7 separate regions of the Mus musculus genome follow, and regions 1, 3, 4, 5, 6 and 7 are each linked to region 2. A link is a contact called in public ChIA-PET, HiChIP or PLAC-seq, Micro-C and promoter capture Hi-C data. All regions are on one chromosome and are shown on one strand. Each heading gives the region's core, a stretch centred on a gene start, on an enhancer-like site or on the middle of the called end of the contact. The rest is flanking DNA. Distances are from core to core; before and after follow the strand shown. Region 1 holds the start of Asprv1 (aspartic peptidase, retroviral-like 1). Region 2 holds the start of Gfpt1 (glutamine fructose-6-phosphate transaminase 1). Region 3 holds the start of Mxd1 (MAX dimerization protein 1). Region 4 holds the start of Gkn1 (gastrokine 1). Region 5 overlaps 1600020E01Rik (RIKEN cDNA 1600020E01 gene). Region 6 overlaps Arhgap25 (Rho GTPase activating protein 25). Region 7 holds the start of Arhgap25 (Rho GTPase activating protein 25).

The links. Promoter capture Hi-C pulls out the DNA fragments that hold promoters and counts their contacts. Hi-C and Micro-C count contacts between places; a contact is called where the count stands out from the background. ChIA-PET counts read pairs in DNA pulled down with a chosen protein or histone mark. HiChIP or PLAC-seq counts read pairs in DNA pulled down with a chosen protein or histone mark.
Region 1: a contact with region 2 is called in a promoter capture Hi-C map of embryonic stem cells, with 2.6 times the contacts expected there. The contact joins the promoter of Asprv1 here to the promoter of Gfpt1 in region 2. A contact is called at or near these places in 2 of 39 promoter capture datasets (both in embryonic stem cells).
Region 3: a Micro-C map of embryonic stem cells shows a contact between it and region 2, with 4 times the contacts expected there. The contact joins the promoter of Mxd1 here to the promoter of Gfpt1 in region 2. A contact is called at or near these places in 1 of 39 promoter capture datasets (hippocampal neurons), 1 of 484 Hi-C or Micro-C datasets (embryonic stem cells), 4 of 115 datasets of contacts at active chromatin or transcription factors (bone marrow-derived macrophages, effector CD8 T cells, extraembryonic endoderm stem cells and 1 more) and 1 of 9 other capture datasets (adipose tissue).
Region 4: a contact with region 2 is called in an H3K4me3 HiChIP or PLAC-seq map of neural tube, with 4 times the contacts expected there. The contact joins the promoter of Gkn1 here to the promoter of Gfpt1 in region 2. A contact is called at or near these places in 10 of 39 promoter capture datasets (the C10 cell line, the HPC-7 cell line, cranial neural crest and 6 more), 2 of 484 Hi-C or Micro-C datasets (bone marrow-derived macrophages and nephron progenitors), 6 of 115 datasets of contacts at active chromatin or transcription factors (craniofacial prominence, embryonic forebrain, fibro-adipogenic progenitors and 3 more) and 1 of 9 other capture datasets (adipose tissue).
Region 5: a contact with region 2 is called in an RNA polymerase II ChIA-PET map of memory CD8 T cells, with 11 read pairs. The contact joins the enhancer-like site here to the promoter of Gfpt1 in region 2. A contact is called at or near these places in 2 of 39 promoter capture datasets (hippocampal neurons and neutrophils), 1 of 484 Hi-C or Micro-C datasets (CD8 T cells) and 5 of 115 datasets of contacts at active chromatin or transcription factors (astrocytes, effector CD8 T cells, embryonic stem cells and 2 more).
Region 6: an RNA polymerase II ChIA-PET map of memory CD8 T cells shows a contact between it and region 2, with 56 read pairs. The contact joins the enhancer-like site here to the promoter of Gfpt1 in region 2. A contact is called at or near these places in 6 of 39 promoter capture datasets (the 3T3-L1 cell line, the C10 cell line, embryonic stem cells and 2 more), 1 of 484 Hi-C or Micro-C datasets (CD4 T cells), 6 of 115 datasets of contacts at active chromatin or transcription factors (astrocytes, effector CD8 T cells, embryonic forebrain and 3 more) and 1 of 9 other capture datasets (liver).
Region 7: an RNA polymerase II ChIA-PET map of effector CD8 T cells shows a contact between it and region 2, with 9 read pairs. The contact joins the promoter of Arhgap25 here to the promoter of Gfpt1 in region 2. A contact is called at or near these places in 4 of 39 promoter capture datasets (the SN4741 cell line, cranial neural crest, frontonasal cranial neural crest and 1 more), 2 of 484 Hi-C or Micro-C datasets (CD4 T cells and CD8 T cells) and 4 of 115 datasets of contacts at active chromatin or transcription factors (bone marrow-derived dendritic cells, effector CD8 T cells, large pre-B cells and 1 more).

The regions. Positions count from the first base shown.
Region 1 is chr6:86,626,667-86,630,759 of GRCm38.p6, forward strand. It overlaps Asprv1 (aspartic peptidase, retroviral-like 1), which reads left to right and starts at 1,508. Exons shown (of 1, transcript NM_026414.2): 1 at 1,508-3,044. The coding sequence starts at 1,508. The coding sequence ends at 2,527. It overlaps Gm46963, which reads left to right. Exons shown (of 4, transcript XM_017321863.1): 4 at 1,105-1,192. The coding sequence ends at 1,175.
Region 2 is chr6:87,040,630-87,044,499 of GRCm38.p6, forward strand. It overlaps Gfpt1 (glutamine fructose-6-phosphate transaminase 1), which reads left to right and starts at 2,217. Exons shown (of 19, transcript NM_013528.3): 1 at 2,217-2,376. The coding sequence starts at 2,370.
Region 3 is chr6:86,667,256-86,670,968 of GRCm38.p6, forward strand. Mxd1 (MAX dimerization protein 1) reads right to left here and starts at 1,904. Exons shown (of 6, transcript NM_010751.3): 1 at 1,681-1,904; 2 at 1,283-1,379. The coding sequence starts at 1,753.
Region 4 is chr6:87,349,655-87,353,381 of GRCm38.p6, forward strand. Gkn1 (gastrokine 1) reads right to left here and starts at 1,261. Exons shown (of 6, transcript NM_025466.1): 1 at 1,207-1,261. The coding sequence starts at 1,218.
Region 5 is chr6:86,546,825-86,550,936 of GRCm38.p6, forward strand. The region is part of intron 3 of 1600020E01Rik (RIKEN cDNA 1600020E01 gene); the gene reads left to right. Among named protein-coding and RNA genes, the nearest start is that of Gm38676, 20 kb to the left of the region's middle. Within about 2 kb of position 1,332, at least 143 of the 459 cell types and tissues checked have an H3K27ac peak or open chromatin away from gene starts, as enhancers often do. A contact at or near this core is called in CD8 T cells, embryonic stem cells, extraembryonic endoderm stem cells and 2 more, where this site is marked.
Region 6 is chr6:87,501,530-87,505,474 of GRCm38.p6, forward strand. The region is part of intron 1 of Arhgap25 (Rho GTPase activating protein 25); the gene reads right to left. Among named protein-coding and RNA genes, the nearest start is that of Arhgap25, 30 kb to the right of the region's middle. Within about 2 kb of position 1,597, at least 138 of the 459 cell types and tissues checked have an H3K27ac peak or open chromatin away from gene starts, as enhancers often do. A contact at or near this core is called in effector CD8 T cells, memory CD8 T cells, microglia and 1 more, where this site is marked.
Region 7 is chr6:87,531,076-87,535,118 of GRCm38.p6, forward strand. It overlaps Arhgap25 (Rho GTPase activating protein 25), which reads right to left and starts at 2,184. Exons shown (of 11, transcript NM_001037727.2): 1 at 1,751-2,184. The coding sequence starts at 1,811.

The sequences.
Region 1 (4,093 bases), core at 258-2,757, 410 kb before region 2:
ACTTGTGAACAAACATAAGAGAGTATAACAGAACATGTGTTCAGCCAGAGGTATGTTCTCATGCCGGGGCAGGGTAGAGAACTCCTTGGAAAAGATAACATATGAACACTGACATAAAACTGGGATCCTTCTACAGTCCCTGTTTCATGCACAGGCCAGCTTGAGCCCTTGAGCCCACAGATTTACTCTGTGATTGTCGGGGACACAGTCAGGACTGTCCATGACCCCAACAGTGGAGGGGGTAAGGTGTCACCATGGTAAGCTCCTCTGGCCAGAGCCACCCAGGCCCTCTCCACTAAGCACAACTCCATTGAATCTCGGCTGCTTTTCAGATGAGGTGTGTGAGAGAGAAGGGTTGGAGCCCAGGGAGCTGGGAGGGAGGGTGGGAGCTCTTGGAGGACCTCCTAGAAGGCAGGGAGGCCACAGAGAGAGGATACAGTACTCAAGGAGCTGGGCACAGGGCCCGTGGAGACCTGGAGTCTGATCCTGAACTCAGGACGTCGCTCCCTGAAGTTCAAGATTTCTGCCTACCTACTTCTGGTTCCCATAGGCAGAGGCCTAGCCCCACCGTGGGCTGCCTCCAAGTTAGGAGTGCCCAGTAAAGAAGATGACCACAGTAAAATATGCTTATATAAAAGTGCTATGTATGAGGGAGGGTCCTAACTCACTTAGAACCAATCTGTGGCCAGGATGGTGAGGGGGGCCCTTCTGTGAGGCTGAGGCAGAATAGTCGTAAGTTTAAGGCTAGCCAGAGCCACACAGGAAGACCCTGTCTCAAAAAAGCAAAATAGATAGATGATAGACATGCAGATAGCTAGATAGATAGTAGATAGATACATGATTGATAGATCTTAGAGACAGGTAAATAAATAGCAGATATAAATAGGTTGATATATGGTATGATAGAAGTTGGAGACAGATACAGATAGGTGGATACCTAAGGATACATAATAGATGATAGATAGACACGCTATGAATAGGCGATTGAGACAGACAGGCAGACAGAGGTATACATAGGTAGGTAGAAAGGTGGACTACGGGCAGATAGGATGATAGATTTTTATGCTTTTTTGACTCTGGATCCCTCTCTGTTCTCTTCTCCAGGGAATTGTACAGGATCCGCAGTTAATTTAGAATGTATGAGTCACCTTATCAGTGCAGGCTGTGAGAGATGAGTGACTGCAGATGCCTTCTCTTTGCCCCAAGCAGTGATGGGGTGAGGCCAAAGGGGTCCCCTCTTCTGAAACAGGTAGAGACCTGCTTTCTGTCTCCTCTTCTCTAATGATAAACATCTGAATGTCATCACACCTGTATCCTCATCTGGGCTATTCTAGGGCATAGGCTGGGGAGGGTCCCGAGGCTCCATCCCCTGACCCGGGCTGTCTTACTCACTGGGTGGGCTGGCAGGTGTCCCGTAGGTACTGAGGGTGAGGCACCAATCCTGCTAGTCAGGCAAGATGCTGGCAGGAGGGCGGGGCTAGGGGTGGAGCTTCTAGAACAAAGGAGAATGAGGAACCCTGGGGGCCCAGGTTGGGCATCAAAAAGGCCCCTGCAGAAGAAGCAGAACACAGCCTGCCTCTGTGCCCAGCAGCCAGCCAGACACTTTGTACCGGCTCCCTTCAACTCGTCCAGGCAGGGCAAGAACACGGCCCAGCCGACAGAGCCCTCGCTCTCCAGCGTGATTGCGCCCACACTCTTCTGTGCGTTTCTTTACTTGGCTTGTGTTACTGCTGAACTTCCAGAGGTGAGCAGAAGGATGGCCACCAGCGGAGTCAGAAGCAAGGAAGGACGCCGGGAGCATGCCTTCGTCCCAGAACCTTTCACTGGTACTAACTTAGCTCCCAGCCTTTGGCTGCACCGCTTTGAAGTCATTGATGACCTCAACCATTGGGATCATGCCACCAAACTGAGGTTCCTGAAAGAGTCGCTCAAGGGAGATGCCCTGGATGTCTACAATGGACTCAGTTCCCAGGCCCAGGGCGATTTCAGTTTTGTGAAGCAAGCCCTCCTGAGGGCCTTTGGGGCCCCTGGGGAGGCCTTCAGTGAGCCCGAAGAGATTTTGTTTGCCAACAGCATGGGTAAGGGCTACTACCTTAAAGGGAAGGTTGGCCATGTGCCTGTGAGATTCCTGGTGGACTCTGGGGCTCAGGTGTCTGTGGTTCACCCCGCCTTATGGGAGGAGGTCACTGATGGTGACCTGGATACTCTTCGTCCTTTTAACAATGTGGTCAAAGTGGCCAATGGGGCAGAGATGAAGATCTTGGGTGTGTGGGACACAGAAATTAGCCTGGGCAAGACAAAGCTGAAGGCCGAGTTTCTGGTGGCCAACGCCAGCGCAGAAGAGGCTATTATTGGCACAGACGTCTTGCAGGACCACAATGCCGTGCTGGACTTCGAACACCGCACCTGCACCCTGAAGGGGAAGAAGTTCCGCCTGCTCCCTGTCGGGAGCTCCTTGGAGGATGAGTTTGACCTGGAGCTTATTGAGGAAGAGGAGGGGTCTTCTGCACCGGAGGGCTCCCACTAAGAAACCCCATTTCTTGTTCCCAGCATTGGTAGGGGGACTTTGTGTTGGGGGGAGCAGATGTCCTGGGGGGTATCATCCGGCCTAGCCAGTCTTTACACCGGTTCTCAGTTTCCCTCCTTCTACAGGGGCCTTGCTTTGCCTTTGTTTGGGGAGGGAGGCCAGCTTGGTGGCCTAAAGCAGTGTCCCCAAGGTCTGCAAAGACTTCCAAGGCTGGCAGGAGCTTCTGAGGAAGCCAGGAATGTCAATCTTGAGAGAGGACCCTTTTAGATCCCCTGAAGTATGGCTCAGTCACTTTCACGTCCCCAAGCCTGCTGAGCTGAGCCTGGTCTTGGCTAAGACCCTCACAATCCAGATGCTTGGAGGAGACTGGCAGCTGCTCTGGGAGTCCTCCCTGAGTCCTCCCACCTGCACAAGGATGCTCCCTCCTGTCCTGTCACTTGCCTTGAATCTCATGGAGCCTGTATCAATAATTCAATTATTTCAAAACACCAATAAAGATCTGTTCATGGAAAAAAAATGTCATGTGCTCGATAGTTGTGACAGAGTTGGGAGGGAGAGGAAAACACAATCCTCGAATGCTTGGCCTGGGGAGGCAAAAGAAAGCAAGCAGTTCAGTGGGGTCTTGGGTTTTCTAAGGTGGACTGCAGATATCTGAACTTCTAACCCTCTCATCCTTCTAACGCCTTCCGATTCTGCTGTTTCAATCTACAATATTAGCATTCGAATTGTCCCTTATGCTCAAATGTGACCAAGGCTATCTTGTGAGGTCTTTGGCTTGGCGATCAAGACATTTCTGCCAAACAAATAGGTTCTTACTGGTGCCCAGGGAGCCTGGCTTAGAGGTAGAAATAGGGCCAGGAGACAGGCATGGGCGTGTGACGGGACCCTGGGAAGGTCTGGGACTCTGGCAGCTGGGGGCAGCTTGGCTATGGGGTAGCTCATTTGGGGGAGGGGATGGGAGGGAGGTGAGGGCATTCCTAAACCTGGGGTGGGTTTCATCTCTTGTTCAGCTTGGGTTTTCTGCCAACTCCCAGCCTCCTCTGAGACTCTGAAAACTCACCAGGCGTTGGGGAGTGGATTGGGTGCTCCAGAGAGGAGCAGATGTGTCCTGAATTGTGGAGCCCACGCCTTGAAAGCTGAGCCCAGGAAGCTGGCACAAGGCCAGAAGTTCAGTTGTGCAAAGGGTCTGTAGCCAGTCCCCTGCTGGGACTTGGGGGCAGAGTTTTGGGGATCCTCTGTTTTCCTTGGTGATATTGGGAATTGAACCTAGGGCCTCACACGATGCTAGGCAACTGTTTCACTACTGAGCTATACCTCCCACTACCTTCTAAAACACCTATTATATTCCAATGTAGTGGTTCGTTAAATGGCCTAGGCTGGCCTTGAGGTCATTCTGTAGCTCCAATGGGCATTAGACTTGTCATCTTGCCTGAGTTTCCTGAGCACCTGGGTTAACAGGCCTGTAGCACACACCTGGCTGCTGTTTTCCTGCCAGGCCCCTTTTTTCCAGGCTCAAAGGAGTGGCTGGCTGCTGGCTCCACCACCTGTGGCCCTCTGAGCAGGAGG
Region 2 (3,870 bases), core at 967-3,466:
CTGGGTTCTATAAGAAACAGACTGTGCAAGCCGTGCAGAGCAAGACAGTAAGCAGCATCCCACCATGGCCTCTGCATTAGCTTCTGACTCCAGGCCCCTGTCCTGTATGAGTTCCTGTGTGGCTTCCTTCAGTGATTGACTACAGTGTGAAAGTATAAGCCAAATAAACCCTCTCCTCCCCAGCTTGCTTTTGGTCACCATGTTTTGTTGCAGCAATAGAAGCCCTAATTAAGACAGAGACTCTCCCTCCTTAAATTTGTTCAGTGTTGCTGGTTAGGAGAAAACAAAACAAAACAAAAAAACCGTGTTCTCAGATGTTCAAATTAGGCTCAGATGGCCTCTTTCCTTCACACAGCATTTATTTTCTCCTCTGGGTTTATTTTTACAGGCCCAGAGAAGGCAGAGCTCTACACAGAGGAGGGGCAGTGTCTGAGCTGGCACATGGTTACAAAGCATTCTTTGTATGGTGGTTTAGTGAGCTTGTTCAAGGCTGGGCTGGAGAGCATTGGCCTTTAAAGTTTCCTTTCAGCTGGTGCTGAGCACCTACCCAGACAGCAGCAGAACGGAGATGGGTAAGATAAGGAACTGTGAGTCGGTAGGCACAGCTGAACAAAGTACTGTAGCTGAAACACTTTGCTGGTACTACTGCCATTTCCTTTGTGGCATCGACAGGTTTGCTGCCAGCAAACAAGGGAGGCAAGGCACCAGAACCACACTTCGGTTCTTGTGCAGTATCATTCAAGTCGCCTTCCAGGGGAGGGTCTCTAAGAGGTCCTCTAAGGAACATGTCACTGTGTTAGCTCTGCCAACGTAATCTAGGGACCTGTGTAATGGCTTGGAATAATGAAGAGCCTTTTAGATGAGAAATACTTCCTTGATTACTTTTTCTAGCCTCTATTTGAGATAGGCGATAAAAAAACTGAAAAGCCTTTGCTTCCTTGCACATACAAAGAGCTTAGGACAAGCCTATAAGGCTTTTATCACTCTTTCCAGCCACCAGAACAGTTTTAATTTGCCACGTATTGCTCTGGTCTATGACTAGGCAAGTGTTGGTTATTAAAAAAAAAAAAAGCCAACCAAACAAACAAACAAAAAAATCTCACTCTATCATAAAGGAACTTAACAGTTTAGTGGGGAGAGGAAAAAAACCACCTTTAATACAGAAGTCTGTTATAGCCGGGCGTGGTGGCGCACGCCTTTAATCCCAGCACTCGGGAGGCAGAGGCAGGCGGATTTCTGAGTTCGAGGCCAGCCTGGTCTACAGAGTGAGTTCCAGGACAGCCAGGGCTACACAGAGAAACCCTGTCTCAAAACAAACAAACAAACAAAAAACAAAACAAAAAACAAAAAACCAAAGAAGTCTGTTATTGTATGAGACAGATCAAAGGATGAGATGTTAAAACCATCTTGGGGAGACCTAAAGATGTCACACTTAAAAGTGGCAAGGATGTGATGTGGGACTCTGTAGAATAACCCTGGCGTGCAGTTTTGAATGCTGGAGCAGTAGGAAGGGGATTCTGGCTGAGAGTGCTTCTGTGGGCCCTACTCATTCATTTCCGTTAGAGCTATCAAGTGCGGGCTGATAACCAGCTACTTTTGCTCCAAGGTATTATTTAAACCTTCTGAAAGGGAACGCCCCGCTAACTCCTCTTTTCTCAACGGAGAGTTCATTCGCGACAAGAGCGATCCCGAGTACAACGTGCCCACAGCTTCCCTGAGCGCAGGCGCAGTGCTGGGACTACTGACTAGTGGTACCTTAGGCAGAGAACAGTGAGGAAGGCAGGGAGTGGGGCGCTGAGCACCTTGCCTACAGCTCAGGTCGTCACCGGAATGGCTGCCCGAGGGCGTCCTGCAGGCTCCCGCACCTCTGCGCCAGCAGCGCAGTTCCGGCCACCGTGGCTCTGCACACTGACACGTCTGTCCCAGGCTCTCCCTCCTGCCCTACAGCTTTTCTCTCTGTCTCCCTCCTTCCCGTTCCCCTTGAAACACACAAACTGCTGTGTAAACATTCCCTTCCTCCTCCTCCTCCGAGGCTCGGCTCGCCCTCAGCGGGCGGCTCCAGGAACCTAAAGCGGATGCTGGTCGAGCCCCTGCCACGTCGCTACCCGCAGCTCTGCGTCTGCGCGCTGGGCGGGCGATGCCTGCGCGTGAGCGGCGCGGGCGCGGCCCAATGGGAGAGCCGCGGCGGCGCGCGTGGCCGGGGGGGGCGGGGCGGCAGTTGAGAGCGAAGCGAGCGCTGAGTCGGACTGTCGGGTCTGAGCTGTCGCATCCCAGAGTCCTCTCATTGCCACCACCCCGGCCCGAGCTCACCCTCGCTTCTGAAGCTCTCCGCGCGCCCGACAGCTCAGCCCTCGCCCGTGACCAACATCATGTGCGGTAAGGGCAGCGATGGGGGTGTGTGGTGGCCGCAGGGCCCGCGCAGTGAAGCCAGAGGTGGACAGCGCGTGTCAACAGAGCGGCCTTGGGGCTGGGGTCCTGAAGAGAAGGGGGGCTTGTGGAGCGGGCATCCCGAGGAGATTGAGGGTCCTGAGGGGAGCCGGGATCTGGAAGGAGAAGGGTCTCTGGGGAGAAAGGCTGCTGTCCGTGAGGCAGGGACTCTAAGATGGGGATTCCGGTGTTGAAGGGGCGGCCGGAGCTAGTGTGCTTAAGAGGGACCGGCAGAGGAGATTGTGGGGGCCCTAGGAGTCAGAGGCTACTTAAAGGGGCTAGAGGATTGGGGGTGGGGTGGGCCAGGGAGGGTATCAGAGCGTTCAAGGGGCACCTTTGCATAGAGCTCAGAGGATAGATGAATACCTACCTTAGAAGAGCTGTGAGGCTCAAAGTGAGACCAAGTATGGAGGGATGCCTAGGGGAAGGTCCACCAGGTGAGTGAGGCGACCTGTGAACATGCTGTGTGGTACTGGGGGTTAAACTCATAAAGGCAGCTTGTCAAGTGAGTGAGTACTCTTTCCCTTAGCCACACCCCCCAAATCCCCTTTTTCTGTCTCTTTGTAACTGGGTCCCACTTGGTAGCCCAGGTTGGCCTGTAATTCACATTGCCCTGTCTCAGCCTTCCAAGTGTTGTGATTATAAGTATGAATGACCACTCCTGGCTGGTAGCATTTCTTGAATTTACTTATCTTGCAGTCTTAAAAATACTTAATTCTAGTCACTTTATTTTAGGCAGGCCTGCGAGAACTCAAGCCAACGCACTGACAGTGATACCCCACATGACTTCTGCCACTCTTAAGTCTCTCAACAGGAACCATTACTAAATCAATAACTTGATGAAATGGGCTCAGAGCTGATCTTGTTGGAAGAGAGAGTAGTAGTCCTGGCTAAAGATCCCACATCATGCATGTACACCTGTTTAACATATGTCTTTACTACAACCATTAAAAAAAACAGGCTCTTTTATTCCATATTTTAAGGCTTCTTATTTAGCTGGGCGGTGGTGGTACAACGCCTTTAATCCTAGCCCTCAGGAGACAGAGGCAGGTGGAAATCAGTGATTTTGAGTACAACCTGGTTCCAAGACAGCTGGAGCACAGTTACACAGAGAAACTCTGTCTTACCCCTCACCCCCGCCCCCCATTATCAAAAAGTGTTACTAAAAGATACCATGAGAATTATATATGATACCACTAATAATATTGTAAAATGGGAATGAGCCATTAGTAGTATTTAAAAAGTTATATTTTTACCTTTCCTTTTAAAACCGACAATGACCACTAGACTAAAGAGCGTTTGTTTCTTAGAAATAGTGTCCCACGCTGTCTCTCAAGCAGGTCTAGATCCCAGTTCTCCTTCAGCCTCGTGAGTGCTGAGATTCTAGGCATGAGCCACTGTGCCTGGTTCCCAAGAAAGAACACATTTTAGAAAGAGGTATTG
Region 3 (3,713 bases), core at 654-3,153, 370 kb before region 2:
TGCGCATGCTCCTTCAAGGCAGCGATGCCTGTGTACAGTGCTGCTGACTACCACCAGGCTATGCTAGATGAGAAGACAAGGAAAACCCACCAGGTAATTACCAGGTCAGGTCCACCCTTCCGGTGCTTTAGTCAGGAGCGTGGCCAAGTGTGCTGCTCAGTCTATGATCACAACACTAAGGACTAGGAACGGGGTGAACCAAGGACAAGGTGGGTGAATCTGAGGCGTGAGTGGGAACCTCCTGGGGTGTAGTGGTCTGTATTAAGCCACAGGGGCTACACATATAGTGCTTGTGGGAGTTACTCATGAGAAGGAGGGATGAGGATTCTAAATTGATGAAAATGTCATTTTAGTTGATAGGCAGAAAGACATAATTGAATAGCTCAAGATACACAGACTCCTACCAACTTGTTAGTGGTTTTGTTTTTGTTTTCTGAGACAGGGTCTCACTGTGTAGCCCTGGCTCACATGGAATTCCCTAGGTAGATCAAGCTGGCCTCCAAATCACAGAGATCCACCTGCCTGAGTGCTCCTGAGAGTTGGGATTAAAGATGTGCACCATCATGCCCAGCTACAACTAGTATTTTAAGAGCAAGGAGGGGGACATAGGGACAGTAACAAAGATGAAATGTTATTGTGGATCAGGGACTGTGAGTTCCCAGCCATTAACTAAACACTGGTGAAATTCACAGCTTTTGAGGGCTATGAGGTAATCTCTGAGGCTAACAGGAAAAGGCTGCAACTTGCTGACATCTTAGTGTAGCATGCATCTTCTCACAGAAGTGGGTTCTACCCTCAATCACTCTGCTCAGCCACCAGGAAGAGAGGTCACAATTGGGTTACCAGGCAAACTACTGCATTTAATGTACACATTAAATATAAATTTCTACCACCTGTGTCAGGCCAGATACTTCATTTATAAAATCTCTATTAACAAGCAAAATCAACTGATACCATGCCACATTTTGAATTAAAGGAAACTCTTGCTTGTAAAGCAGGCAAACACAGTAACCCTGCTGCCAGACCTGCCTGGAGCAGCCACAGAGCTTTGCTTTGTTCAGACGGTAAAAAGCAGAATTAATCTTGCTTTAAAAAGTCACACTGAAATGTTAGACATTCCTATTTTTCTCCTCTGTTTCCTCAACTTAAAAAGAAGGACTGCTTGGCACCATGAACACATTACTGAACCCTCAATGTATCTGTAGGGCTAGAATCCTGTAAGTCAACTAACAATCAGCCTTGGTCATTTTAGCTACAGAGAAGGGGAACATTGAACAGTTACCTGCTACTGGTGCTGTTCTTCTTGGGCTTGTTCCTCCGTTTGAAGGCATCTCTGTCCTTGCTGTATGGCAGCATGGAGGCATACCCATGTTCAGCTTCTAAAAAACCGAGGGGTCCCGTTAATAAGTGGGCCCAGAGCAACTGACACCCTGTCCCCGCGTCCGTCTGTCTGTCGGAGTCCGGGACACCGGGCGGGAGCAGGCAGGCGGAATTCTGAGAACAATGCCTGCTCTTTCCTGGCGTGGACGCCCTCGGTTCGGAGCAGGTGTGGAAGGTTCCAGCTGCTCGCCGCCCCCCGCGCTCGGCTTTGGGGCGCGGGCTCGGGGGTTGGCGCTCGCGGCCGGCCCGCGCCCCAACCACCCCAGCGGCCGCCCGCCCGGCCCGCAGCCCGCCGTGCACCTCTCTCCCGCCGCTCCAGGTAGTCGGCCGCCTCCAGCAGCAGCTGGATGTTCATCCCGACGGCTGTCGCCATCCTGCACCCGGCGGGCCGCCTCTCCGTGCCCGCGGGCCACCGGCCGGGAACACCGAGGAGCCGCCGCGCTGGCCAGCCAGGAGGGGCAGCGATGGGACAGCACGGAGACAGGAGCCCAGCCGCCACCGCCGAGTGTTTATCCCGACTCGCCGCCGCCCGCCCCCGGCCCCGTCCCTTGACAGGCCCGCGGCGGCGGCGTGCCTCATTGGGCCGCCCGCGGCCCGGCCCGCCCCCGGCCCTCCGCGATTGGGGAAGTGCCCGCGGCCCCGCCCCAGAAGCCCGCTTCCCCCGCCGGTTGGCCGGGCTTGACAAGGCCCGGGCTCCGCCCCCCACGCCCCATTGGCTGCAGGACTCGCAACTCCGCCTCGTGCTTCAGCCTGCCTCCCATTGGCTCTACGCCGATAGCCGGGCCCCCTTGGGCTCTCCGGGTATTGGGCAAGTACAGTATAGGGAATGCCGCTGCGCCCGCGCCTCATTGGCCTAATCCTCGGAAACCTCCCGGCTACGATGACGTCACCTCTCTGCCCAAGCAGCGGCCCACTCCCGTGCTGCTGATTGGCTACAAGGCAGGAGGGCAGGGCGGGTCCCCGCCCACTGGCCGCCGACCTGTTGCCCACTGTCTCCGGGGAGAACTTCAGGCCTAGCTGGGGACCTCAGCAGATGGTGGCACCTAGCTCCCACCCCAGGGGTTGGGGGAAAACAGCCGGCTCCCGTATACCACACTCGCACCGAGTGACCTGGTGCATAGAGTAAGGCTGAACCCGAGGCCATCCCTTCCATCCCAGAGGAAAACACTTCAGAGCAGGCCTCTCCCCAAGGCCACCAGCACCCACAGGAAAGCTCACTTTGTAAACACAGGTCCTTGAGCATCGCGACTTTTGAAATGAGAGCTTATTCGAGACTTACAGTGTAATGTCAACATATTCAATTTAAATGGCAGGAATAAAGCTAATGGGTAAGAAGTCTGAAAACTGAAATGAGCAGGGGAGTTTAAAATGAAACGTATGAGTGTTGTCAGTATACAGTTTTAGCTTTCTCTGTATGCATATGTCAGGTAATCCACCTAGAGGGTTCCCATCCCTCAGGACAACCTGTGAGGGTTGTCATCCTTAGTTACATTTGCACATGAAGAAAGAGGCTCAGAGACAAATAACGTTCCTGTTTCCCCTTGGCTTGGAGAAAGACCTGAACCCCTGTAATCTCATCCACAACTGCCCAGGCAATCCTCTGACTTATAGTTATACAAAAACAAGACGAAACAAAACAAAACGATCCCAACAACAATAACAACAACAAAATGGCAGGTATCCAGAACTGCAGACAGCCACAGAACTAAATTCAAACCGCCATTACACACAACAGATTTGGGTGCGATGGAGAGGCCATGTTCCTGGTATGTTCAAGGATCCAATCAAGGGCTCTATGCTGACACACACACTGAAGGCAGTTTTTCATGAGGACATGGAACTTGGAAATGAGAATGTGGAAAAGAACCACTTGGAATATTTTAAAATTGTATGCTGTTTGTTAAATAAGGTTAAAAATTAAAGTATCATATGCAACTATTAAAGTAACCAACTTAATATTCATAAAATGCTTTGTTTCAGCCATTTTAACATCTTGGGTTCCACACTTTCATATTTCCTCCCAAGTTTACTGTGAATATATAACATCTTTTCAGTCTTCTCTTTCTGCTCTCAGCAACTTATTTCAATCCAGTCCTATTTCAGGATCATAATTCTACCCCTACAGTCACTCTAACGGAAAAGCCACACATTTCTTTTTAAAGGGGTGGTCAGCGTTTGAAACCCAAGCCAGAGAGACTATTTAAAGCAAGTAAGTTAAGCACAAACACGTCTAAATTCAACTCCAAACAAAAATACTCAATCACATAAACACCAGAGAGACTAAGAAATATGGCAATCTCCTTTCTTGGTGGCAAGAATAGGATTGCTTACAC
Region 4 (3,727 bases), core at 11-2,510, 310 kb after region 2:
TATTTATTTTCAATGCAAGAGAGTTAAAATCGGTCTCTTAAAAAGCCAGATGTGAGCCAGACATGGTGGCGCACGCCTTTAATCCCAGCGCTCAGGAGGCAGAAGCAGGCGGATTTCTGAGTTCGAGGCCAGCCTGGTCTACAAAGTGAGTTCCAGGACAGCCAGGGCTACACAGAGAAACCCTGTCTTGAAAAACAAAACAAAACAACCCAAAAAGCCAAATGTGGAGGGAGTTTTTGAGCATGATGTTATCTCCTGTAAATGAGGCAGCTAAAGGACTGTAAAGGACCCTAGACCAGTAGTTCTCCACCTGTGGGTTGTGACCCCTTTAAAGGTCAAACAACCGTTTCTTAGGTTATCTGGTATCTTGCATATCAGATATTTACATTACAACTCATAATGGTAGCAAAATTACAGTTATGCAGTAGCAATGAAAGTAATTTTATGGCTGGGAGTCACGACAACGTGAGGAACTGTATTAAAGGGTCACAGCATTAGGAAGGTCGAGAATCACTCCTCTAGACAGAACTAGAAGAGAAACGCAGCCCTCTGGCCTGTGCTTGGAGTTCCCCACCCAACCTGTTCTGAGGTGGACGCTTCTTGGTCATAGTTTACATTTCCAATTCCATAAATTCATATGATTCATAAAGCAGCGCCAATAGAGTATGCTGAAATTGAATATGTGCACTCTGTTTGAGCCTCTGTATCCTAGGACTTCAGTGGGGAAACTGAGATAGCTTCATCCCCAGAGACTTTCTCCAAGAAATGCTTGCACAGGGCCCAAGGACCGTTGTTTTCATGTTAACAGCCAAGAGTGTTGAAGACTAGTTTTGACAACAGTGATCTTCCAGTCTGACCGGAACATGCCCAGAACTGGTAAAAGTGGAAATCATGGATAAGAAAGGAGAAATCAGAAATAAGAAAGAGATCAAGGCTAAGAAAGACTCTTTCTGGAGCCCAGAGACTGCTCGTCTTAAGTAGAACCTTGGAACAGATGGTGTGAAAGACAATTCTACAGTATTCAGCCTGTGACAGGCTCTTCCGGGGCAATTCTTCTTCTCTATGGACATGCTTGTAAACACCATGATTCCATGAAAAGGAAGGAGAATATTTCCACTATGGTAACAGTGCCGTAAGAGTCAGACCCCCTCACCCCTGACTATTAATGTTGTATGGTGCTGCATTGAAAAGGAAGATCTGACTTACTGTGAGCTTCATGGCGGCAGGAGTGTGGTGGAGCAGAGGATCAGGCGGCGTGCTCACAGACATTCAGCCCTCTGCTATTTGTACCTGACCAGCTTTGCTCAAGCTAGGTGTGCTCAGGTGGAGTCCACGGCTTATCTGCTTCCCTCTCCTGTATCTGTGGAGCTGCAGAGGCCCGGAAGCCTTTAGCTGCCTGCTCAGTAGGGCCCTTAGGCAGGAGGCCTCTGACTCATCCTCTGACGAAGGTATCTCAGTAAACTCTACACGGTTTGTGATAAGTTCTGGAATATGGAAGCCATGGGTGTGGGTATTTTACGTATTGCTGCTGCTCAGATTCAGGAGAAGAGTAATCCCTAAACCAAACATGGCCTTAGATGAGATCTGTGTGTACACCTGCCCTTCCTGGTACTGGCTCCTATGGGAATGCGGGAATGGTTTCTTCTCCTTCCCTTTACCCAGTCCTATTGTAAGCTTTCTCCAGCTCCTTCCACCCTTATTTCCCCCTCTCTATGCTTCTTGACCATGCTCAAGTCATACTGAAAACTTTTTAACAAAACCAGTGGTTGGGGGATGATGTTCTTAGCTGTGAAAGGAACTCCAAGGAAGGAAACTGGCCCTTGCACCCTGGCCAGATGTTTCCTTGAGGAATTGTCTGGCCTCGAAGCCAGTGCAGCTTTCCAGCCATGTCACTAGCAGCTGGCACCAAAGCCATCTCCCATCATTCATTCCTGGGTTTCTCAGTGGGTTAGAGCTCTGGGGGCTGTTGGCAGCACCATCTTGCCATCTACATATCTAGCAACTAAACCTTGCCCTTACATCTCACCAACAGCTCTCCACTCCAGCCTTGGTCAAGGCACTTCCTGATGGACTTTTACCAGAGTTGTAGGACCAAGCCTGCCTTATCCCAGGACTCAGATATTTCAATGAATGTCCTCCATTTTTCCCAGGGTTCTCCCCTAGAATATGGAAAATAAGTAAACATTAATTTCCGGAGCGTAGAAACATTCACTGGCAGTCCATGAGAAAAATCTCAAGCTCATTGGAATGGCATCTTGGGATCCTAAAGGGGTTTCCTGTTTCCCCAGCTACCAGCGTCTGAGATGCCCGGCACCTGCCTTCCAGCCACACCAATTTTCCCACACTCTGATTCCATTCAAGGCATCCCATGGGAACTCAGCCTTTCATGCCCCGCTCTTCTCCTGGACTGTTAGTTGGCAATGTTTTTGGTTTTCTTTTTTTAAGTTCCTCACTGCTTCGGACACCAGACCTTCTTCACTTTCTACGTGGAAACTTCTTTCACTGCCTCTGGGCCCTATCAAGGAACTCTGTCTTCTTATTTGCCTCTAGAACAACAGTTCTCAACCCTCCTGAATGCTGCGACCCTCTAACATAGTGGTGACCACAACCATAACGTTATTTTGTTCCTACTTCCTAACTAATTTTGCTACTGTTATGAATCATAATGTAAATAGCTAAGATGCAGGATATCTGATATGTGACCCCTGTGAAAGGGTCGTTCAACCCCCCCAAAGGGCTCATGGCCCACAGGATGAGAACCACTGCTCTAGATAATGAAAACTTTCAAATATTATATTAAAATAAGGGAAGACTTCTCCTAGGAGAGGAAGCAGAGACTGTCACTTGGCAAAATAAGTAAACGTTTAAAATAGTTTTGAAGGAGAACTGACTGACACTTATTATTTTTTAACCTGTTCTCTTCTACAACTGAAGCTGGTGGTTCAAATCTAATAAAGGGGGAAACTGTGTTTTATAAATCACTGATCCACAGATTTCCACTCTGAAAAGCTCCTTGAACCCACAACCTTCCTCTTCTCCATGGTCTGGAGCTTACAGGGCTGCAGGGGTCTGATGCTTAGCTCACTGCCTGCATCTCTTCTAGAATGCTGGTATGGCTAGATTCGGATAGTGCTGGTGAAAGATGGCCTGCTGTTTGAATTCATCCTCAAAAGATTTCAAGTTCATTCTTTAACTGTATAAAGTCAAGAACCCTGGTGGCAGCAAGCCGTGGAGAGGTCTTCCCATGTTTCAGAGACCATAATTAGATAGCACTGTAGAGGTCAGAGTGGGTGTGACAGCCCTGCTTTTAGACTTGGCCTCTAATGGTAATTGGGGGCACCTGTCCAATTCCCAGCACACATTCTGTGTGTCATACCTTACTAAGAACTCAAGGTGACATGTGGATCTGTGAAATGCTGATGTGGTTGATGCTCATGATAGATGATAGATTGATAGACAACAGGCAGACAGACAGACAGACAGACAGACAGAAGATATTGTTCAGGATTTCTCTTTTGGATAAGAATAACATATTCACATGTCAAATGAGCTAAAGGACCTCTATGCATACATTCTGTGTCAAATTGTGATATCTTAAACATAAATGGAAACTTATTGCATGTCTTGCTTGTTTATTTTCCAAACACACTTTAGCTTCTGCAAGGATTCATTTCATGGGGGAAATGCTGCCCCCTATGGTGTCCTTTGGATTTTAAAAAAATCTGTG
Region 5 (4,112 bases), core at 82-2,581, 490 kb before region 2:
CCACCAGAGAGCCCTGGCTTGCAGTATGCAGTTGCTGTCAGTGCTGTAGTGAACATGGGCTATTGATGTCTTTTTCTTTGTGTGTGTCTATCTTTTGGTCTGCACAGAGTCTTCCTTATGTAATCTGACCTCAGAGCTTACATCTTTCTGCTTTAGCCTGCTAAGTATTGGGATTATCTGCATATCTCACCATACTTGGGCCCTGTGTGAGTAGTGTCTTCACCGCGTTCAGTATTCTTTACTATTGATCACAGTCTATAGAGTAGCTTTCTGGCGTCTGGGTTCCTAGTGATGCAGCATGTGCCAGTGGCCTAAACTGGCCCTTCCTCAGTCCTTTGTAAGCAGCAGCCTATTATGGCTAGGAGCTTGTGAATTTTATTTATGCCTTGAATTTTTTCATAGAGTGGTAAGGTATGCCTTAAAAAAAAACAGATTTATTTTATGTATGTAAATACACTGTCCCTGTCTTTCAACACACCAGAAGAGGGCATCAGATTCCATTACAGATGATTGTGAGCTGGGAATTGAACTCAGGACCTCTGGGGGAACAGTCAGTGCTCTTAACCACTGAGCCATCTCTTCAGCCCTGAGGTGTGCTTTTTTAAAAAGTAGCCTTGAATTAAGAACTTAAAACTTTTCTTGGTACAGATGTTTCCCAGTCTTCTTATGTTACGGGTGAGGAAACTGAAACTGAACCCAGAAAAGTGCAGTGACATGTCTTGAGTCACAGCTAGCCACAGTGGAACCTCAGGCATATAACCCAACTCCTGCTGAGCTGTCCTCTGGTATTGTCACTTCACAGCAAATGGTCACTAGGAATAAACTGAAAAGTTTTTACTGAGACAGGAATTTTGCCACCCATTAATGGGGAATCAGGAAGAGGTAGTAATAACTCTTTATACTCAAAATGTGGCCCATTTGAAGGATTCTGGATCCCTTTGCCCTGATGTCCCAGTTATTGGATCCTCCCTGTAATTCTCAAACTCAATAAATCCAGAAAGTTGCTTCAGCTTTGGAGAAAAGAGTTATTGAGTAGACTGGAGTGGGATAAGTGTGTTTATGCCCTGCTGTAAATAGTTGACAACCTAATCAGCTGCCAGAGCTTGGAGACAGACACTGTAAACCGTGTCTTATCAGTGGTCTAGTTTCTGTTTGCGTTCCAGCTGGGGACTCTTCTGATGGGAACCACCTGTTCCTGGTCTTTGCGCGCTTTGGATTTCCCCAGTCCTTCAGTCCTTTCAGTTTTGAAATGAAACCTGCTCTCCTGGCTAAGGTCAGGTCCAAGAGGACTTTGACAGTTCACACCGACTTGTTTTTTCTTAGAGCCAGCTGGTAAGTGAGCCTGTGGTTTGAGAAGTGGTAGTGAATCAGCTGTTGGGTAAGGACTGAGCAGTGTCATTGCTTTGGGTAACCAGGAAAACAACCAAGTATGTTTGCTCAGGAAGCTGAAAGTTAAGAGTGCAGTCGCCAGAGGGCTGCACAACCGCAGCCTTGCTTTCCAGAGGAGGACGTCTCCCACCCCCAACACCCTACCCCAGGTTTAGCTACTGTAGCCAGCCCAGACTCGCCTTGAATTCCTGATTTTCCTGCCTCAGCCTTTAGTATTAGGATTACAGGTGTATACCATCATGCTTTATTACAAAAAAGGTGTTTGGGGTTTTTTGTCTTTCTTTCTTTCTTTCTTTCTTTCTTTCTTTCTTTCTTTCTTTCTTTCTCTCTTTCTTTCTTTCTTCCCTTCCTTCGTTCCTTCGTTCGTTCGTTCCTTCCTTCCTTCCTTCCTTCCTTCCTTCCTTCCTTCCTTTCTTCCTTCCTTTCCTTCCTTCCTTTCTTTCCTTCCTTCCTTTCTTTCCTTTCTTTCCTCTGTAGCTGTCTTCAGACACACCAGAAGAGGGCATCTGATTTCATTACAGATGGTTGTGAGCCACCATGTGGTTGCTGGGAATTGAACTCAGAAACTCTGGAAAAGCAGTCAATGTTCTTAACCACTGAGCTATCTCTCCAGCTTCTTGTTTTTTTTTATTGTTTTTGAGACAGGGTTTCTCTGCAGACCAGGCTAGCCTCCAATTCACAGAGATCCACCTCCCTCCTGAGTGCTGGGATTAAAGGCATGTGCCACCATCACCTGGCTACTGCAAAAGGTTTTATCTCAGCTTCTTGTCTCCCCATAATACCTCCTCACCTCCTTTCTGTCTGAGTCTCTGGCCTCTCTCTGCTGCTTTGCTGTCCTTGCCCTTCACCATAAACGTCTCACCAGGACATAACTCTTCATTTAACTCTGTCTAGTGAGACTGGCTCACCCCATGACCTCACTAGGTTGCCCCAGGCTCATTTCTTAGCAGCATAGAACCATCCTCCCTTTAGGATTTCTGCTGGAACAATGGCAGCTGCTTTTGTTCTGCATGCTGGCATGTCTTCCTTTGTCTTCCACATTCAGTGGTCCCAGTTAAAGATCCAAGACAAGCCTGGGCACAGAGGTTCAGGAGAAAGTATGGCATTGGGAGGCTATGTTAATATGTTCAGATGTGGGCAGGTGCAAAGCCATATTTAACCATGAAGGCCATGTTGGGTGAGAGGGTAGCCTTGTTCCCTGGCTCATTCTCTTTGGGGACAGAGTGTAGCTCAGTGGTGAAGCACTTGATCCCTAGCACCACAAACACCAGGATGATTGGTAGTTAGTAATTTATATGGAATGTAGCAATTTCTGACTCCTTCTCTTATTCCTGTTCCCTGGAGAGAATGTGTCCTTGGAATGTGTAAACCCAGAAAACACTTAAAAGTTATTTTATGTCTTTAAAGTTTATCTCCACAAATGACATGTTATATACCATTCTGATACTTTGTCTCAAGAATGGGCCTTTAGCCACTATTGTGGAGTACATTTTTTTTAAAGATTTATTTATTTACTTAACATGAGTACACTGTGGCTGTCTTCAGACACACCAGAAGAGGGCATCAGATCTCAGTACAGATGGCTGTGAGCCACCATGTGGTTGCTGGGAATTGAACTCAGGACCCCTGGAAGAGAATTCAGGTGCTCTTAACCACTGAGCCATCTCTCCAGCCCTGTGGAGTACATTTTTTTGTCCAAGCACTCAGGAAGGTAGAGACAGGGAGATCTGTAAGTTCAAGGCCTGTCTGATCTATATCGTAGCAAGCTTCAGGTTAGACTCTGTCTCAAAAACAAAACGAAATAAAACAACAAAAATTGGGCCTTGGCAGTATCCCATGTTAGTAAATAGTCATTTCATTCTTTGTGGCCACTGTGTAGCATTTCATAAAATGGATAGTGCTGTGTTTTATTTAGCTACTTTCCTATTGAGAGACAAGAAAGTGTTTCTCTGTTCTAGATGATGCTCACTGTGATTTAAATGTTGGCTTTCTCTTCTGAGTTTATTGATCTCAGCCTTCAGCCAGCTTCAGTTACCACCTACACGTGGGTGATTTACAGTCTCCAGTTGTTCACAGGGAGAACTTAATGGTGGTTATTGTGTCTCTCTGTCTCTCTCTGTTTCTCTTTCTGTCTCTGTCTCTGTCTCTGTCTCTCTCTCTCTGTTTTCAGTGCTGGGGATTGAATTTAGGTGCTCACACATGCTAGGCAAGTGCTCTATCGCTGAACTGCATCACCAGCCCAGGTATCTTGCATTCATAGTAAGCACAGTGCGCTCCTTCTCTGGTACCCCATCCTCTGATATGGAAGCCCAGCAGCAACTAGACATGCTGTCTTCCCCTTCCTGGTCTGATCACTAGGCACGCACTGGAACTGACCTTCAGTAGTCTAGACATTTGCCTTCTTTGTTGCCCCTGCCTTATGCCTTGGTTTTCTAATTCCTTAGGTTAAATGCTGTTTAAAATGCTTATAGTGGTCAGGGAGCACTGAGTGATGTGTGCTGGTGCAGTCACCTCTAGTTGGCTCCGTCTGTGCATCCAGTCTTCTTTTGTTTTCAGACAGGGTCTCACTGTGCAGTCCTGGCTGGCCCTGGACTTCCTAAGTAGATTAGGCCACAGAGATTTGCTTGTCTCTACTTTCCACATGCTGGGATTAGAGAGTTGTGTGCTATTGTGTTGTCTGGATTTTTCTTTGTTACTTTTTAGAAAAAAGGTTGTCCTGTCCA
Region 6 (3,945 bases), core at 347-2,846, 460 kb after region 2:
CCTCCAGAAACTCTCAGAAGCCCAAAGTGACGGGGTGGAACTAGAGAACAAGAATGCTTAGCCACACAGTGACAGTCCAACACAGAGAGAGTGTCACACAGTGAAGTACCTTAAAGAAAGTGCCACACACAGATTGCCACACAGAGACAGTGCCACACAGAGACAGTGCTACACACAGAGTGTCACATACAGTGCTACACAGTGAGTGTCACACAGAGAGTGCCACACAGAGAGTACCACACAGAGGGTGCCACACAGAAAGTGCCACAGAGAGAGAGCACCATACAGAGAGTGCCACACAGTGAAGTGTCATAAAGAGAGTGCCACACAGAGATAGTGCCACACAGAGACAATGCCACATAGAGAGTGTCACATAGAGACAGTGCCATACAGTGAGTGTCACACAGAGAGAACCACACAAAGATAGTGCCACACAGAGACAGTGCCACACACAGAGTACCAAAGAGTAAGTGTCACACAGAAAGGGCCACAGAGTGAGTGTCACACAGAGACAATACCATATAGCCTGCAATGAGGGGTCTGGCCAGAAGACAATCGTTGATGAGTATTTAGTGAAGGAATAAGCATTTTAGAATGTTTTGGCAATTACCATCAAGGGGCTTTATATTTGTAACAAATAATGGCACGTTTTTCTGTTTGTGGGGCTTCTGGGTGTGTTCACTTGTTCCAGTGCAGGTGATGGCTGGTGGAAGGATTTATGCCTACTCCAGTAATAACAGTCAGCTACTTAACACAGCAAGGCTTTACAAATACCTGCTACAGTTCAGGTCTCCGTTATTCCCGTGTACAGACCAGTCCTTTCATTAGGTAGTACCTGAGTGCAACCTCCACCTTAACAACAAGGGTCTGAATTGCAGAGCTAGAGTGATCATCTCCAACTAGTGATTCTAAAGCCAGATATCCATAGTCAGGGCACAAGACCCAGAAAGGAACAGCATCTTGTGGTGAAGAGAGCTGCCCACATTACAAATCCAAGCGGTTATAGAGTAAGAAAGCGTGCGGAGGGCAGACAGCCCATCCCTCCTCTGGGTAGAACAAAGCCATGGGACCGACCACAGGAAGCTCCTGGTCTTTGCCTCTGCCGCTTTACAGAATACTTCCTGCTGAGTAATTCACCAAGATCAGAGATCACTTGGTTTATAGTTCTGAAGGCTGCACATGGCACTGGCCTCTGAGCTACGATTGCCCCCATGGAAAGAAAGGGCTAGAGGAAGGAGCAGGCAAACAAGAGAGGGCTGGAGTCACTTTTGTAACAATCTCCAGATAAAGACATCCCTCCATGTGACATAATCTCCTCGTGAGGCCCCACCTCCAGACTAAATTCCCAATGTGTGAACTTTGGGGGAGAGACTCACGCCGTCGGTCACCGCCCAAGTTGCTTCAAGCATTATATATAAACAACCTCATGCTTCTACTTCCACTTCCGCCCAGTGTGTCATATGTGACACTCATCAGGCCTTGAAAAAACACTGACAGAAAAATAGTACTGAAACCTCAAACCTACCACCCAGGCTTTGTTGACACCAACAGGAAGATGGACATATTAGGCAATCCTGCTGATCTTACCAGCTCACTCACTGCCCAAGCTCATTAGAAGAACCACGAAGATGCTGATTGACGCCTACTGTGGGCGTAGAGTGGGAAGGAGAGGGCTGAGCTAACCCAGCTCCATCTGCAGGCTGAAGGGAAGCTTGTGGGGTTGATGCCTCCTGCTGCAAACAGCCAAGGAAGTCGTGATAATTCCATTTCCACTTCAGTGTGAAGAGCATCACAGAAGAGCTGTGAGACTAGAGGTAGCACAGAGATGTCCACTCTGTGCTCTACACTCACACAGGAACCTTCCCCAGACACTCACCCTTGAGAACAGATTTATGAAACAATTGTTCTCTGAATGCCTCGTCTTCAGTGCCCAGAACTGGAGTGTACCTCATTTTCTACATCTGATGTCTTTAATGTTAGTCAGGTGACCACGACAACTGAAAAGAGCAGAACCCACCTTAGAAAGGAATTTGGTATCGATAGTGATGAATTCTGACAGAAAAGCCAGGCACATATATTGTCTCCATGGTAGCATGAGGGTTGATGACAGAGAGAGTAAGAGTGTGTGTGTGTGTGTGTGTGTGTGTGTGTGTGTGTGTAAGAACTAATGGAAAGAAGAGAAAGAAGAAAGAGGTGGAGAAGTGGGGATGAGGTGGGCCTGGCTTTCTGCTTCATTTACCCATTTAGCAGCTCCAAAAACTCAGGCTAGGAACAAGACTCAGTCTCCAAAGGCTTCCAGCCTTCAGGAAAATTCTTAGTCAATGGTGCCTCCCTGAACCCCTTTGAACTGTTCACATTTTGGGGCTTTCATGTTTCCTGGGACTGTGAGCTCCATTGCCTTTTCTGGGTCGGCTTCAGTTGCTACAGCTCTCTCTCTCTCTCTCTCTCTCTCTTTCTCTCTCTCTCTCTCTCTCTCTCTCTCTCTCTCTCTCTCTCTCTCTCTCTCTCTCTCTCTCTCTCCCCCTGCACATCTCTGCATAACAGGAAACCAAGTGTAATAACAAGAAGCTTTGCAGAGTTGTGAGCACTTCCTACTGAGCCCTGCCTCTTCCTCGGTGCAGATGAGTAGAGGTTTGGCAATGATTGACAAGTGAAGCAGAGCAGACCAGGTGGCCATGTCTCGGGCTGTCCAGAAGCCACCTGCCTCCCCAGCACGGACGTGAGGAAGAAGGATCCACAGCTATGGGACTGTGAGATAATTAGAGCCACGAGTTACCCCCAGTGACAAGAGTAAAGAGAGCTATACCCTTCCCCCAACATCAAGACTAGCCATTTGAGGTAGGGGTTTTGCTTTATTATCCACTTGCATTCATTAATAGTGTGCTAGAGTGCTTGAAGTATTTGCATTTTAAACATGTGAGAACCCTACCTCCCACTGGCAGAGTCTCTCCAGGGAAACAACACTCCAGGCCCATGAAGACCTGAGTCCTGGAGGCCACAGGCCTTTGTCCTTACTCAGACATTCCAAGTACCACCGCTGGTCTTTGGGAAGATTAATTTTTGCCTTGAACTCTACCCAATGTGTGAACAGTACTTTGCATGCGATGGCCAATGTTACAGCCTCACAAAAGGACCCTATGTCCCACTAGAAATGGAAATAATTTACCTATGATCAGAAGCCTGGTGACATAAGATATTGATTAGTGTTGTTAAGCATGATCAAAGCAACGTAGTTAGGAAACACAGCTCTGCATTTCCAAAGATGCTTACTTTAGCATGAAGCAAAGGGTTACTTTGAATGTAGAATTAGCTTTAAAATACCTCAGCAGAGAAGAAGAAAAGGAATAGATTCAAAGGCAACAGACTCAATAAACATTGAATTTCAAAAGTGGAATACACAGGAATGTATGTGGGGAAGTGCACTCACTCTTTCAAGATTCTATTAACACCCCCCCCCCCCCTTGCGCGCCCTGAGTCTGGCATCCCACAACAATCAGCCATTGGCCTGAACTTCACCATGGCTACTTCCCCGAGTCAGCATTTTCAGACCCTGATGTTTACTCCTCACCCTGGAATCACTGAGAAGACCCAGAGGTCACCTTTCCCTCAGACGGACCTGCTCCCCTCCCTGGCCTCCATCATTTAACTGGGTAAGGAATGGGGAGCACGGAGCTCCTGGCATGAGGAGTGTTTCCTGCACAGTCACTCCGCTCAAGCACAGGGACCTGAGAGAGAACGCAAGAAGGAAACTCAATTGTGCTTCCTTAGCCCAAAACCTAGCCCCACCATTGTGCTCCTCTGACCGCCAATGACAGCCCTCCTTTTAAAACAGCCAAGGTCATCTCAGCAACAATGAGAAGGAAATCTGAAAAGTGTGAAAGAGAATCTGAAAGTGTGGGGGGGGGGGGGCGGGAAGAGGGGGAGAGGGGGAGGGGGAGGCAGAGA
Region 7 (4,043 bases), core at 934-3,433, 490 kb after region 2:
GATATTAAATAATATTGAATTCTGGTGATCAGACTTCAAACATTGTTTGCCCAGTGGGTCCAGGCGCTAGGAGCTGCGCCACTTGCACAGTGACGGAGCCCTGCTGCGCTTAGCTCAGGGAACTGACAGCTCATCAGATAGAGATGCTCATTAAAAGGCAGGATGGCGGGACCCTCTTGAGAGCCTGACTTCACAGTTGGGGTGGACTCTGAGACTCTGTGTTTCCAGGAGTAAAGGGTGTTCTACAGTAAGCGACCCAGGGGGACACCTGTAAGAACTGCTCGAAGAGATTATGGAACTACACTCAGTCTAATCCTAGGCCTGAGAATCCAATGAGGTGATTTTCTATACTGCTGAAAAAAATCTAACATTTATTTTCCCAAGTGTCCCATCTTTAGCTGAAATATGGAAGGTGAGAGAGCGGAATGCCTTCACAGTGGGGAGGTGGGACACTTACCAAGGAGCAGAGGGACAGATATTCTACCTTAAAATTAATCTGAGTGACTTAGTGAGAGTATGTTTGTATGGGCAGGAGAGAAGGCTCTTTCTTCCCTGTGTCACATCTTGGAGCTGGCTTTGGCACACAGTTCCAGCTCTGTTTGGAAATGTGGGCTCCTGATCACCAAAATAAATGGCTTCTCTGGTTACTTTCAGTTTCATTTCAAAGCCCTTTTCTGACCTGCTTCCTATCTGTGAGCTTTTAGTGAACTACTTATTTTAACACACCAACCACCATGAACCATCTGGCCAAAACTTTCTTCTAAGCAAAATCCTTCCATGCTGTTTGCAAATACCTCAACACTGTAAAGCCTAAAATCAAGAAATTTATCTCACTGAGTAGATAGTCGTGTGTGTGTGTGTCTCTGTGTATGTGTGTGTGTGTGTGTGTGTGTGTGTGTGTGTGTGTGTGTGTGTGTGCTTCATCTGACTATGATCAATTTAAAACTAAAGTTTAATAACAGAAGAAATATCAGGTATTCAGGCCATGCCGATAATCTGAGCACTAAAGTAACTCTGTGAATCTAAGTTTCCATAGCAAGTTTCAGGCCAACTAGAGCTACAGAGCGAGAATTCATGGTGCAGGGGGTGGCAAGAAAACAAGACATCTATATAATAGCAAACAATAGATTTGACGAATATATATCACCATTGTTAGAGGAAAATGATATGAACACCTCGAATTATCCTTCATAACTAACTAAAGTCTATCTTTCCCAACTCTCCTGCGTTCTCCCACGTTCTGTTCCTTAGAATAGTGTTATTATACTTCAAAAGCCTCTATTCTCTCACCCTGTTCTCCTTGTCTACTTTTAACTATAGGTAGTCCCTCATTGGCCTCTGGGTTCACAAAAAATGTGACACTCCCTTGAATTCATCCACAGATGAATCACTTCAAAATACTCGAGTCTCTGTCCTCTTACTGAAAGCCATTCAACAGTTAGACGACGTGCCATGCCAGAAAGAACCGACTTTCCAATGACAGAAACAAAATCTCAGTTTTGTGTCCAATGCACAGCCGAAACCATCCAAGTTCCCTTGACCCACATAGTCCACCCCCAGAGAGAAGAGAACCCCCCCAACCCCAGCACACTAGAACTTCTCAGGACTCGTCCACCCGAATGCACATTTCTGCCAAGCTCAGTGTTGTTGTGTGGTGTGCTTTGGCCGACTGAGCTCCCACAACTCAGAATGCAAATAGTGGGTGCTCACGCATAAGAACCCCGAGGAAATACCTGGACCCCGACCTTACCTATTTTTGAAGCCTCCGCTTTCAAATTGAAATCCCAGTTCCTTGGCAGCTTGAGAGACATTTTGCTTCCGAGGTGGGTGAGTAGCTGGTCAAGTGGCTCACAGTGTGTCACAGGCTGTGCCCTTCTTGTTTCTCTGATCTTCACTTCGGTTCCTCTGCCTTCTCTGCCTGTTGCTTGCTTTGCAGGCACTCTTACGCTCCAGACCGATCTGCCCACGTGTCTCCTCCTTTCTCTCTCATGAACCGTCCATCCATCTGTCACTCGGGGATGGCACCCAAACTCCCCAAGTCCCACCCACAGTCCCCCAGGGGCTGGCACCCTGCTTTGCGTTCAGATTTACCAGAAATGTCCCAGTTGACACTGCCTCTTGGGAAGCAGAGCCCTGCTGGGCAGAATCTCAGGCCTTACTGAAGTGAAGTTGTGATAAACAACTGCTTTTTTTTTTCTTAACTGTCTGCTTCCTTGCGTTTTGAGGAAGTGGCTGGCTGTTCAGTGTTGTAGCGTTATGAGCACACTGTCTTCAGAAGATGTTATTTAGAAATCTTTGTAAAGCTAGTGCATGTTTGTGTTATAAGACTGTGGTTTTAATTAAATGGAAAGAGACTCCCAAGGCTCTCGCCATGTGCCTGGACTCCTGTGTTCGCCTCCTTGACTCCAGATTTTGGCGGCTAAAAGAGGCCAGGCAGGCAGCCAGCATTCTGCCCAAGAATGGGCAGCATCTTTAAAAATTCCTGCCGTGAAAGGACCACATAGTTCACACCTGCTTGGGTAGAAGGTTTCCAGCAGGTACTTTGATTCCAGCCAGGCAGAGCCACACAAAGGGTCACTGCTTCTCCCCCCTTGTGTATGCTGTGGCGTTTACAACCAGACCACCATGTGTAAAAAAATTCAGTTTTCCTCCCCTTTTAACAGACTCTTCCTGGGCCTCCACGACTTCTTCAGAGAAACAGGATCCTTAACAACTGTGGGGTAAGGAGTCGTTGCAGAAGCTGGTGGGACAGACTCTTGACACACAGCCAATACCCCACAAGCACTTATTTGACCTTCATTCTATCTAGCCCAGTCTGTGGCAGACTTTTACATCTTCAAATAGGTCACCTTGAGCTAGCGGTTGAGCTGATAGGTCCTCGAACCAGACTGCTGTGTTCAAATTCTCAGGCCGGTTGACTTTGGATGTGGCTCTTGAACCATTATTTTCTGTTTTGATTCCCTCATCTGTAAGTGTAGCACTTAACAGACTGATTTTGCAGGGCTGCTATGAGGTTTCTGCAGGCTCCAAGCCTTCCATGTAATCACCAAGCACACCGCACATGCCTGGGGCCTGGGCCATCTACCTCAGTTCTCCTGGATAACTGCTTTTCAACACCTCCCACGGGCTATGGACAGGTGACCCACCTTCCCGTTACCTGCTGCATGGACCACCTCACCTCTCCCCAGCTCAGCTCCATCTCCTCTTTCTATTTTCTCTTGGATCTTTCCAATCAATATTAGCACTACAATGTTTTTCATATCAAAAAAAATCTCTCTTGACACTACTTCCTCCTTTGGCTATAGACTATTTCTGAGAATTTTTTTTTTAAATTAAGGACTGTTGGACTTACTGTGATCGCTCCTCTTTTTCCTTCCTGGATTTCTCCCATTGAGGCTTTTGCCCCCAGGACCCCATAGAGTGGCTTCTCAAGACACCAACAGCTTTCCTGTCACTGAACCAGGTCTCCATCCTCACCTCTCAGCCTTATCAGCAATGGACAGAGGTGGCCGCTGCCAATTTGTAGAACTCTGTGAACCAGACTGGTTTTCTGCCTCTTTTCCTGGTACTCTATGTCCGGTTTCTCTCTTTATCCTTTCTCTCACTGTAAGTTGGGCTTACAGTGGGTGTAAAGATACATCTTTATCATCTTGATGATCATGGCTGCCCTAAGACTTTAGTTACACCACATAGATAATGGCCCACATATATAATGTATGGATGTTTCCAGACTAGACCACTTTTGAGTTCCAAGTTATGTACATCGTTGCTTTCATCTCTAAGAGGCATCACAGACTAATGTGAACACCTGGGGCCTGAGTGTGCTGACCCAGGGCGTGTCCTTCTCACTGAGAACTAAAGGACCACATGAACAATAAATATATCCCAAGCCTCTGTGCTCATCTTCTCTGCTTATGTTTCATTGGCCAACATGAGTCACATGAGCAAGCACACCAACACAGAGACAGGAAGTACACACAGCAATGAGAGAAAAGGGACTGCCTAGCTTACCCAGCTGCCACCCGGTGCCACAGGGGTGCTGG